Linked DNA regions of Callithrix jacchus: region 2 is linked to region 1. A link is a contact called in public Hi-C data. All regions are on one chromosome and are shown on one strand. The core of a region is the stretch at or near the end of the contact, and the rest is flanking DNA. Distances in the headings are between cores, read along the strand shown.

What was found. A called contact is a pair of places that touch in the nucleus more often than the background predicts.
Region 2: a contact with region 1 is called in a Hi-C map of skeletal muscle, with 6 times the contacts expected there. The contact joins the promoter of NXT1 here to the promoter of THBD in region 1. A contact is called at or near these places in 3 of 3 Hi-C or Micro-C datasets (induced pluripotent stem cells and skeletal muscle).

Annotation. Positions count from the first base shown.
Region 1 is chr5:30,079,599-30,085,833 of calJac240_pri, reverse strand. It overlaps THBD (thrombomodulin), which reads left to right and starts at 3,572. Exons shown (of 1, transcript XM_003732821.6): 1 at 3,572-6,235. The coding sequence starts at 3,738. The coding sequence ends at 5,453.
Region 2 is chr5:30,370,129-30,376,331 of calJac240_pri, reverse strand. It overlaps NXT1 (nuclear transport factor 2 like export factor 1), which reads right to left and starts at 2,230. Exons shown (of 2, transcript XM_078371517.1): 1 at 1,960-2,230. It overlaps LOC108591664 (a long non-coding RNA gene), which reads left to right and starts at 2,564. Exons shown (of 8, transcript XR_013535145.1): 1 at 2,564-6,203.

The sequences.
Region 1 (6,235 bases), core at 2,323-4,822:
CCAGGATGTTTCCACATTCATGGAGACCAGTAAGACAAGGGTCCTTGAAGCCTTGTGAGGTGGAAGGGGTGCAGGCTCTGGGTCCAAATCCCAGCACAGCCCCTTGAGTGCAAATTTCCTCATCTGTGGCCACAGAGTAGAGGCACTGTTGCGAGCATCTTCTTCGGTGTGGAGGGGAAAGAGCATGGGATCTCCCGGTAGGCGGGAGCACTCTGAGGGAGTATGAGGATCAGAGTGGCCTCAGCCACAGTGGAGAGAAAAGAAGCAAGGAAAAGAGCTGGGGACCCAACTGTCTCAACACAAATTGAGAAGGCAGGAGCAGTGATCAGGAGAAACAAGACACGAAAACTGGACAGAGGATGAGGAGAGTAGAAAGTCAAACCTCAGTAGACCAACTATCGGAACTGGGAAAGATGGGGTAGGGGTCCCTTTTGGAACACGCTCCCCTCAATCTCCTTGGACACTGCTACCACTGCCAAGGGAATGGGTAAGTTCACCAAAAGGTGGGTTGTAGCGATAGATGATGAAGACCACCAGCAGAACCTTGAGAACAGCTGCTCCAGTGGGTGGGGCAAGAGGATGCCAGGGGCCTCCGCAAGCTCATAGGACAGGAGGGGAGGAAAATACGTGTCTCAAAAGTGATTGGAAGAGGAGCCTTGAGAATGGTGAAGGGTCACAAGTGCAAATGGCACCAAGGTTTCTTGAAGGATGGCCGAAAACAAGATTTCGGCCACAGTATTTAGGACCTGATGGTGTCCTTCAAGGAAGCTGTTTCAGGAGTAAAACAAGTCTTTGCTGGTGACCCACAGTGAGGGTGCTGAGCCGGGAACTGGGTTAAGGAGTGGGAAGTGAAAGTGTCATCTGCAAAGAGATAGGAGGGAGCGGCACGCCCGGGTGTGCAGGTGGCACAGATAGGAAGATAGGGGTGGGGCAAGAACAGAGACAGGGGACCTTCATTCACCACAAGGTGGTTTAAAATGTGAAAAACCTCCAAGGTACTGTCTGAAGAGGAAAAATGAAGCTGCTGAGGGCAGGTCCTGGAAGGCAAAGGTATCCTGAGCACCAGTGGTAAAGCCCTGATGGGTGGGAAAGCCAAATGGGTCATGCCCACTCATCCTTCTACAGGGCAACCCAGACACTGGTACCACCCATGGGGACAGTGCTCTGCTTCCAACTGTTGTTGCTCTAGCTTCTTTCTAATATAGAAACATCCAAAATCTGCACCTCCTCATATAGGTTGATCCAAGGTTCACAGACATCACTGAGTTCTCAGTGGACTCAGTCACTGGGGCTGTTCTCACACTTTCCTTTTCTTTTCTTTTTTCTTTGCAAGAATCAGTAATGGGTGCAGGCAGACCCGCACAGATCGTCCAGTGAAACATGGTGGTGGTACATCAGCTAGAATCCCATCCAAGAATGCAAACATCCTGGTATGTGGGGTGAGACCTGACCCTTTAATGTCCCTCAGTCCCTTTCAGGGCTGGCAGGCTCAGAAGGGACCTGCTGATCACCCCCCAGGGCCCCATGTCTTGTTTAATGCTTTGCTGTCACAGTCTTGAAATCCTTGTAATTGAACAAAGGACCCTACATTTTCACTTTGCACTGGTCTCTGATTCCATAACGGATCCTGTCCCCTCTTTTGTCTCATCCACTCCGTGAATCGTCCCCACATTCAGACCCTTCAGCAGTGTCCCCAAGAGGTTCCTGCCCCTGTCTGAAGCTTCACCCTCAACCCCATGGCGGCACCCCAGGCAGCCCTGCTTCTGGGTCCCGCGTCGGCAGGCTGTACACCGGAGTCACGACCATTGATTCAGCCGAGACAGCCACCGACTGCCTGCTCCCGCCGGGGACAGCTCTGCTGTCCTGTCTGCTGCCCTTCCCTTCTACTTCCCAGGGGTCCGGGTCAGGTGAGGTGCAGCTGTGCGCATTCCGGGAGCTTCAGACCCCTGTGTGTCCAGCAGCTCCTCCGTTTCCGGAAGGCTCTGCCCCAAGGCGCTGGAGGGTGTGGGGTGGGACAGCCCTTTCGCTTTCGGAGTGTCCACGCTCCACCCACTTGGTCACGGCGGGTCAGTCCAGTCCAGCCCGGCCCACCCCCCCGGTGCGTGTCTTTCGCACGTGCAGGCTCCATACTCTCTGTTCTCGTTTAATGTCCGGAATCTACGAGACCCTGGAGGCAAGAGGTAAACGCCGCGGAATCCACAAGGGGCTGCCGGGGTACGGAGCTTCCTACCCCAGGGGGAGGCCTCTGCGCTCCCAGACCTTAACCCTTTTTAGCCCGAAACTTCTCCAACTTCCTTGGCTTTGTTTAGAGCTCGACAGCGCCGCCGCCTGGCGCTCGTTGTGAGGACGGTGGAGGAGAGACGCAAGGGTGTCTTTGAACCTTTTGCCTCTCACTGTTATGGGGGCGACCGGAGGAGGTGGCCCACTCCTCCGCATTCCCAGTCAGGGAACTACCGGACGAGGTCGAAAGCCACAGGTTCCTATCTCCTCCTCCAGCCCTCCTCACCGCGCCCATCCACGGGACCGTGTCTCCTCAGTGCCCTTTGCCAAGCAAGTGGCATTTCTGTGCATCTCGGTATCAATGCGGCCGCTGGACCAAATGGAAACTTTCTTTGCTGACATGAGTGGGACCCGCGGGAAGCCCGCAGCGCCTCCCCGAGGGGCTGCCAGCCACCCTGTTGGGGTGCGAGATGCGCCGTCCCTCGGAAGCTGGACGGAAACCGGCCCGGCTGCTTCGCTCCCACGCGCCCGCTCTTACCCCGCGCCGCAGCAATTCACCTGCCACGGCCTCTGAGCGAGGTCAGGACCTCAGGAGCCGTGATAGTGTCCCCGCGCCTTCCTCACGTGACGAGATGGGGTTGCCCAGGGACTCGCGGGTCCCCCTGGCCAACCATGGGGCAGAGGGCGCTGCTGTCAGGCCAGTCTTCCCCGCCCTGTCCCGTCACCCCAGCCACACCCACTGTCCTCTGAGGCCAAGCGCTCCGCCGGTTCCCTGAGCCAGGCACCCTGGCAGGGGACGGGATCCAGCTGTCTCTCCTTGCGAGCCTGTCTTTGGGGAAGTCCACGTCCTAGACAGTCCCTCCCAAAGTCCCCTTCGTGCGGGTCACCCCTCCCAGTGTCCTGCAGGTTTCGTGCACCATCTCCCCCACGCCCCATTCCAAGCCCTCTTCGCTGACGTCTCCGATTCCCAGAGCTCTGCAATGCGGGCTTTCCTTGGATGTGACGGCAACATATATGAAAAGAAAGGAAGGAAGTCCAAGAGATGAAGGAGGGCTGCACGCGTGGGGGCCAGCGTGGTGGGGGCGGGGACAGTCGTCTGGCTACAGGGGTGCTGGCCTTTCCTGGCGCCTGCCCCTGTCGGCCCCGCCCGAGAACCTCCCTGCTCCAGAGCCGGGTTTACTCATCCCGGCGAGGTGATCCCATGCGCGAGGGCGGGCTCAGGGCGGCCGGAGAACCCAGCAATCCGAGTATGCGGCCTCAGCCCTTCCCACCAGGCACTTCCTTCCTTTTCCCGAACGTCCAGGGAGGGAGGGCCGCGCACTTATAAACTCGAGCCCCGGCCGATCCGAATGTCAGAGGCTGTCTAGCAGGGGCTGCGCGCCGCGGCCAGAAGGGTCTGGACTGAGACGGTCAGGAGAGGCTGTCACCAGCGGCGTCCTGCGCCCCTCTGCTCCGGCCCGGCCCGGTCTCAGTGCCTGCGCTTTTCACAGCGCCTGCACTCGGCGCGTCTGGGTAACATGCTCGGGGCCATCCTCCTTGGCGTGCTGGCTCTGGCCGGCCTGGGGCTCCCCGCACCCGCAGAGCCACAGCCCGGTGGCAGCCAGTGCGTCGAACACGATTGCTTCGCGCTCTACCCGGGCCCCACGACCTTCCTCGCTGCCAGCCAGATCTGCGTTAGACTGCAGGGCCACCTAATGACAGTGCGCTCCTCAGTGGCTGCCGATGTCATTTCCTTGCTATTGAGTGGTGACGGCGAGGTTGGCCCGCGCCTCTGGATCGGCCTGCAGCTGCCACCAGGCTGCGGCGACCCCAACAGCCTCGGGCCCCTGCGCGGCTTCCAGTGGGTTACGGGAGACAACCACACCAGCTACAGCAGGTGGGCGGAGCTCTACCTCAATGGGGCTCCCCTCTGCGGCCCGTTGTGCGTCTCGGTCTCTGCTGCTGGGGCCCCTGTCCCCGGCGAGCCGGTCTGGGAGGAGCAGCCGTGTGATGTGAAGGCCGATGGCTTCCTCTGCGAGTTCCACTTCCCAGCCACCTGCAGGCCCCTGGTGGTGGAGCCCGGCGCCGCGGCTGCAGCCGTCCGGATCACCTATGGCACCCCTTTCGCGGCCCGCGGAGCGGACTTTCAGGCGCTGCCGGTGGGCAGCTCCGCCTCGGTGGCGCCCCTAGGCTTGGAGCTGGAGTGCGCCGCACCGCCTGGGGAGGTCCAGGGACACTGGACTAGGGATGCGCCCGGCGCTTGGGACTGCAGCGTGGAGAACGGCGGCTGCGAGCACGCGTGCAATGCGAGCGCTGGGGCTCCCCGCTGCCTCTGCCCAGTCGGCGCCGCCCTGCAGGCAGACGGGCGCTCCTGCACCGCACCCGCGAAGCAGTCCTGCGAAGACCTCTGCGAGCACTTCTGCGTTCGAAACCCGGACAAGCCGGGCTCCTATTCGTGCATGTGCGAGACCGGCTACCAGCTGGCAGACGACCTGCACCGGTGCGTGGACGTGGATGACTGCATGCTGGAGTCCAATCTGTGCCCGCAGCGCTGTGTCAACACTCAGGGTGGCTTCGAATGCCACTGCTACCCTGGCTACGACCTGGTGGACGGCGAGTGCGTGGAGCCCGTGGACCCGTGCTTTGGAACCAACTGCGAGTACCAGTGCCAGCCCTTAGGCCAAACTAGCTACCGCTGCATCTGCGCCGAAGGCTTCGCGCCGGTGCCCCAGCAGCCGCACAGGTGCCAGATGTTTTGCAACCAGACTGCCTGTCCAGCCGACTGCGACCCCAACACCAAGTCTAACTGTGAGTGTCCTGAAGGCTACATCCTGGACGAAGGTTTCATGTGCACCGACATCGACGAGTGCGAGAACGGCGGCTTCTGCTCCGGGGAATGCCGCAACCTCCTGGGTACCTACGAGTGCATCTGCGGGACCGACTCGGCCCTTACTGTCCAGATTGGCACCGACTGTGACACCGACAAGGTGGACGGAGGCGACGGCGGCTCTGGAGAGCCTCCGGTCAGCCCGACGCCGGGCTCCACCTCCAATCCCCCGGCCGCCGGGCGCGTGCATTCGGGCGTGCTCATAGGCATCTCTATTGCCAGCCTGTCCCTGGTGGTGGCGCTTTTGGCCCTCCTACGCCACCAGCGCAAGAAGCAGGGCGCCACCAGGGCCAAGATGGAGTACAAGTGCGCGGCCCCCTCCAAGGAGGTAGTGCTGCAGCACGTGCGGACCGAGCAGACGCCTTAGGGACTCTGAGCGACCTCCGTCCAGGAGCCCGGCTTTGGCGTGGGCTTTCTCTCGCTCCTGTGCCTCCTCGCCCTCAGCTGTACTCCACCGCTACCCAGAGCACCCTAGCTGGATTACAGCTGGAGAAGGCCCGCCCCGCCCCCACCAAGCTGTGTTCTCTGATTCCATGCCTAAACGGGGAGAGGCCGATTAGAAGGAGGAGAATGAGCCTCAGCCTCTTCCATGACGTCACTGGACCACTGGGCAGACATGACGATTTTACGACGAAGGCAAAGAAGTGTCGCAGCTCCTCACCACTGGGCGCAGGAGGGTGAGCGTTATTGCCTGGCGGCCCTTTGGGCAGACCTTGACCTCGTGGGCTAGGGATGAGCAAAATATTTATTTTTTAAAAGTATTTAGGCTTCTGTTTGTTTCCTTTTTTCCTACCTGTATGTCTCCGGTATCCACTTTGCATACCTCTCCCATCTCGCTCTACAAACTCCCACTTCTCATGTGGCAGATAAACTATCTTAGTGAATTCTTTTTCCTGGCCCTCTCACATTTATGAAGCAAGCTCCATTTCTTCGCCATTCTTCCTAGTTTCCTCCTCTCAGGAACTGGGCCGGCTCACCTGAGTCGCCCTGCCTGACCTGTGCCTGACCCTATTTCTTTTGCCCTTACCTGCCTGCTCAGACAGAAACTCCTACATGAACAGAAACAAAAACACTCAAAATAACAATGGCCCTTTGCTTTTTCACCAGATTTGCTAATTTATCCTGAAATTTCAGGTTCTCAGCGCAAAA
Region 2 (6,203 bases), core at 981-3,480, 290 kb before region 1:
GCTCCTCAGATGCTGAGTCTGGGAAAGCCCATCATAAGCTCACCTGAGAGGAACTGGGAGGGCAGAGACGGCAGGTTTCTTAAGAAGGTAGAAACACATGTGACATGAGGACAGAACCAAAATGGCAGCCATAATCCCCATGATAAGCTGGTGAGTGGGGATTAGAAGGGAGGACACTCAGCTTACATGGGTACTAATATCCCCCATGTAACTGTGGTGGAGCCACAGTGCCTCAACAGAAAGACATGTTAGAATTCAAAGTTCCTGGGGTGTGGGCACAGAATTTGAACTGTAGCTGAAATGTCAAATTGCCCCTCCAATAAAAAAGTCCTAAACCATAAAAAAAATTCACATTTACTTTTTTTGGGGTACAGGCACAACTATTAGGTTCTTTTCTCCATAACTGAAATATTTCACTTAAAAAACAAATAAAGAACTACTAAAATAGTGGATTACTAAAATACAGGACATTACCAAAACAGTTCATATTTACAAACTTAAATAATGAATAATTTTTTATTTCAAAGACCTTAACTTTTTTTTTTTAATGATTAGTTTATGAAATAGATAACACATTTCATATAGAGCTGGAAAGAGACAAGTACTTGTAACGGCTGACAAAAGTGGTGGTGCATTGCGTCTGGGAAAGCCCAGCCAATTTCAGTCATGGGTCTTTCCACTGCCTCCACAGACCTCAAAGTTAAGCCCCAACTGTACTCTGAACTGAGTACATCGGTCCCACGGTATCTGTGAGAAACTGGATTCAGGAACCCCGAGGATAGCAGCACGTGCTGATGCTTAAGTCCCTGATAAAATGTTGTACTGTCTGCATATAACCTATGGGCATCCTCCTATATACCTTAATCATCTCTAGGTAACCTGTCATACCTAATACAATGTAGATGCGATTATAGTTGTTATACTGTATCGTTTAGAAAATAATCACAAGAAGAAAAAGTCTCCACATGTTCAGTACAAACGGATTTTGCGTTTTCTGAAGAATATTTTTGATCTGAGGTTAGCTGAATGCACCCCATGCGCAACCCACGAATAAGAAGCGCTGTGTTTGCAAAGGGCTTCACATACATTACCTCATTTAAATGTCACCACAAAAGGATGAGAAAGGTATTACTGTAACAGTTTTACAAATGAGAAAAAGGAAAACTAGGGCTGTATGAAGAAAATGACGGTAAGTACACTCCTGATCTATCATTCACAAGACCAGCCTGAGGGCTGAAATTCTGTCAAGACGATGCTATCCTTTTACTTACGTAAACAAGTCTCCATGAGCACAACTCCAGGACTGCTGGCGTGGAAATTTTCTCCCAGGGACCCCATGTCTCTCTGGCTGGAATTCCCGACCTCCACCTCACTCCTCCTCCCTCCATGGCACCAGTACCCCCCATCATCTCAGAGACGCCCCTCTTCTCCAGCTCTGCCCCTGGCTGTCTTTCCAAACACAATCTAACGATCGGCCACGCCCCCACACCCCAAAGAAGGATCATCTCCACTTCTTGGTTCTCAGTAACCCATGGGGCCGTCAGCCCCGCTGCCTGTCTAATCAGAAAAAGAACCAGTGAGGACTGGAGTAAGAAACTGTGAAGACCGCCGCCTCCCCCTACGGCCCGCACGGTCGAGTGTCCGGAGCTGGACGGGAGACGCTGCCACAGCGGCACGGCCTTACTTCCCTCCAGTCGCCTTTAATTCAAACCTAGAAGGACGCACGCCCTGCCCCGCCCTCCTCACACCCGAGAGCTGCTCCGTGCGGGGACGCGCCTTTCCTCATTGCAAAGCGAATTCGCTGCCACGCGTTTCGCACAGGCGAGAGCCTCACGCCGGCGGCAACTCTACCACGTGGACAAAGGCACAGCCGTGTCTCGTTCTCCGCAATGGAGAAGAGCGTGGGGTATGCGCGCCGGCCTGTCTTGGGTATCAGTCCGCCAGGGGACGGCAACCTACCTGCGCCGCGACGTCCCGAGTCAGGGCCGGCAGCGGCGCCCACGGTCGGGACGACCCCCGCGTGGGCCGCAGCTCCACGAAGGGGCCGGCCGCGGAGGTCACGCAGTGCGCCCACGGAGGCCTCAGGCAGGGTCACGGGAAGAGCTGCCTTTCTCTCCTCCTTTTCCTTCTTGGAGGCTTAGTTTGGGTCACCCGGGGCCCAGAACCGGGGGACTTTCCGGCGCAGTTCCGCGGCTTCCCGCGCGCGGCCAGCCCGGCTCCGCGCAGACGCGAGCGTCCCGGCCCGCCCTCTCCCGCCTTCCCGTGACGGGCAGCGAAGTCAGCCAGTGGGACTGCGGGCTGGAAGGCTAACTCCGCCCACATGTTGCGGAAAGGAGGCGGTAGTTTCCGGGAGCATCACTTTCCCAGAAGACCCTGGCGAATCCGCCCTCGAGTTTTCATTGGTCCAACCGGGTCACAGACTCTGGCCCGTCTGGTTAGGTGGAATCCCTGATTGGGCCAAATCTCTCAGGTCTCGCCCCTGGAGCCGGGAGGGGCGTTCGCTTTTCTTTCTGCGGCGTGGTGGACGCTTGGCGGAAGAGGGAGGGAAAGGTGGGCGGGGTCTGGTGAGGAGCTTTCCCCTCGTCCCGCATGCGCCTGTATTGGAGTGATTTCAGTTAAAAGGTTCGTGAAACGTCGCCGCTTAATGCGGTCGAGGCCAGCAGCAGCCGCCGCCGACCCCACCGAGGCCTTCTGTCCGGCAGCACGTGAGGCGCCGCGATGCCATGACGAGGGCAACGCCGGTCGCGCCCGGTGGAATCCGCGTGTCCGAGTGCCTGAGCCGATCGCACTCCTTGGGAGTTTAGGCCATTTAGAGACGACGTCTTGGTGGACACGGAGGAAGCCAGTTTTAGTCAGATGGGAAATATATAAAGTGGGAGGGGACTGGGGCGAGGGGAGGACGGAGGCGGGCGGTGATGGCGGCGCCCCACTGCCCTGAAGCATGAGGGGCCCCGGGAAACCCGGGCCTGGCTGGGGTTGAGATTCTGTTCTTCCGGGTCCTTAGCTACGTTTCAACTGTTCTGGAATGGGGACTGGATTTTTTACAGAATTATACAAACAGGTTCAACAAGATGTAACAACTGTGGAGGCTCGAGAAACTGTACCTTGTAAATTAAATGAAAAACCTCGTTTCTTCAGACGCAAATGTTAGCTCCATCTGCTGGTCTGAGGCTGAATAATTAATTGCAAAGCCGGGAGAGGACTAGATGTAGCTAGACGAGGTGAAATGACCTGTGCTTTCTTGGTGTCCCGTCGGCTTCCTTTGCTTGCATTTCTAAGAGAATCTTGGTCTCAGATTTCAGGACAAGTTGAAAACAGCTGGGCTATTTAGTATGCCCCCCCCCCCCCCGCTCCCCCCAAACACACACACACTTCAGTTTAGAAAGTTTGGATTATTTAAAAGACATGTTGGCGGCTGAGCAGAGAGGGCGAAGGAGCATCTTCCGGGCTTTATGAACTAAAACGGCTTTATAAACTCCAGGGCAGTTATACTTAATCTAAATCAGCATGGATGGGATGGAAGTGGGAAAGAGGTAATTTATTGCATGCTCAGTAGTTTGGATGTTGTGCTGCTTTTAAGTTTCCTGCATAATAAGCTCCTTTCATTTCTTTCACATAACTTACTGGGGGAGGTACTGTTATTTCTGATTTTATAGATAAGGAGGCTGAGAGACAAAGAACCATCCTGGTGTCACAGTGTCGATTCGTAGGTAGAAAAGAAAAACATTAATCTACCTCCAAGACCTTTTAAAAAGCCGAGATTTTAGTCCTGAGAGGCAGCTGTTCTGCCTTGTAGGTTTGTGGGGTCTGCCCTTCTGTGAGAGTCCTTTTAGGTTTGTGTCTCCAGCATATAAAATTGTGCCTGACCCATAGCAAGGGCTTAATAAATACTGTTTGAATGAACAGACAAGTCTGGGTTCAAATCATTGCTTCTCAACTGCATAGTTGGGATGATCAATCCTCAACACTCACTGCCTGCTCTATTTGGAAGCAACCTGGATTTTATTTCCCCTTTGATCCTGGAGTTTGGGGGTCAGAGACATCCCTAGCTCCAAGGGGCAAAAAACTGGCACTGTATGCACTGAGCCCAGCTGAGGGTGGTGGGAGGCCCAGTTATGAACACTGACCCTGGAGGTGTTTGCTGAGGGATTCTGGGAAGAAATCAGGCTCTTGATGACTATTGGGAGTCAACTCGTCCCTCAAGTTTGGACTTTTCAGTTTCAAGAGCCAGGAAATCCCTTTTTATCATTTATACTATTTAAAATTGGGCATAAACATAAAGTTATTTGCAACTTGACTAGTGTGGCTTAAGCATTAGCAGGGTGGCTGTGGCAAGTGAGCCTCCCTGGGGCTCAGCTGCCTCCTCTATAAATGGGGCAGTGGTTATACCCATCTCCTCAGGCTGATGTGAGGAGCAAGGGACACAACGCATGCTAAGTGCTTCATACGGGGCCGAGCAAGAAGTAGCATCCAGAAAGCGTTAAGAAAGCAGGATCATGCTTTGACATCTGCCTCTACTGCAGCTTCCTTACTTGCCAACAGTCCCTCCAGTGACTGGCTTTTAAACTTGGAAGAAGTGTATTGGCAAATTGGTGGGATTTGTCACCAAATCGCATGGGCACCTTCTGAAGATGAGCCCAGTGGTTTAAGCAGCTGTGGAGCCAGCGGTCCCATGTGCAGCGTGGAGCCCATCCAGGGAGGAAGGGCACATCTGGTCACACATGCAGAGTCCTTGGCAGCTCTGACGACAAGCTTGACTTAAGGATCTTTACGTCTGTAAACACAGGATTGATGTTTGCCTTCATTGTCAATGTGGTTCTCTGGAGCCGGATCTTAACAGCATTTGCTTGCCATGAAAGGCTGCGTGACTTGGAGCCAGTTGATCTATAGTGACAGAAAAGCAGTTGTGACTCTAAGGCATTGCCACCAAAAACACTTCTGTTTTTTCTCTGTCTCTCAGCCTTAACAGGATCATCTGAGCCACTGCCAGTTCAGAGTGAGCTGGGGCTGCATTTCTGGGAGGTCAATTGGGGACCTGACTTTTGAAGAGATTCTGAGGCTCACTGAAGGAGCAAACTCTATGAGGTCAGATAATGTTTTGCAAAATCTGAGCTCTGCCTTCTCTGCCCCTCAGTTACTACCTCTGTAAAATGGGGATGTGGACGCTATAGATATTAAATGGCAGTACATCAAAGAAGCGCCATCTGGAGCGTTTGCCCAGCCTGCAGTTATGCCATTTGTCTGAGAAGCTTGTAGGGATCATTTCTGGTTTGGATCTCAGGCCTCTTCCCAGCTTAGCCACCAGCCATCTGAAATTGTGGGAAAGGTCAGATGGCTGCAAAGCCTCTGTGTGGGGTTGGAACTAAATATGCATATTTATCAGTGTTTAATGGAAGACTACAGGATGCTTGCAGAGCCTGCAGAAGGCACTAGTAAGGCGGCTCCTTGAGTCTGGGAACAAGAGCTGGGCAGTGGGTGCTTCAGGGGCTGAGTTGAACTGACAGAGCTGTGACCAGTGACCAGCACCTGGGAATCTCTGCTAAAGTCAGATTCTCAGGATTGGCTCAACTTCAGTCACATGCCACCCCTCTGCTGCCCAGGAGGGACGAGTGGCCTGAGGAACAGTCCCAGCAAAACCACCGAGGGAGGAAGTTTCTCAAAAGAAGTAAAGTGGAGGAGCTGTTCCCAGAGGAAGGAGTGGGGAGTCTGAGAAGGCAGGAAGAACTGAGGCCGTGAGCACAGAGGATGAAGCAGAGGCGAAGGCCATGTGACCGGAGAGAGAGAGGGCAGAGCTGGAGTAAGACATGCGTGCACACATATGCACACATGGACACTCACATGCGCACAATGAGCTATAGAGAATGATTGCCTTGATGCCTTACTGTGGCAGATTATATTTCCTGAAAATGGCCGCAGAAAAGTTTCTGGTCGCATGTGCTCATCTAGAACCTTACTTGCCACCCCCCACCAGGAGATGGTGTTGAGCCCCTCCCTTGATCAGGCAGGCTTTTGTGACTGTGTGAGCTCGGGCTAAACGGTGTTACATGGCTGTCAAGCTTGACCTCTAACAGGATATGCAGCCGGTGCTGCTCTCCAACATGTCCTTGGAGCGCAGCGTTGGGCTGCAAGCAAAGCCCAGCTCCAGTTCAGCCACCCAGCAGCAACACGTGCTCGGTAACCAGTTGTGTGAGTGACTTGTGTGA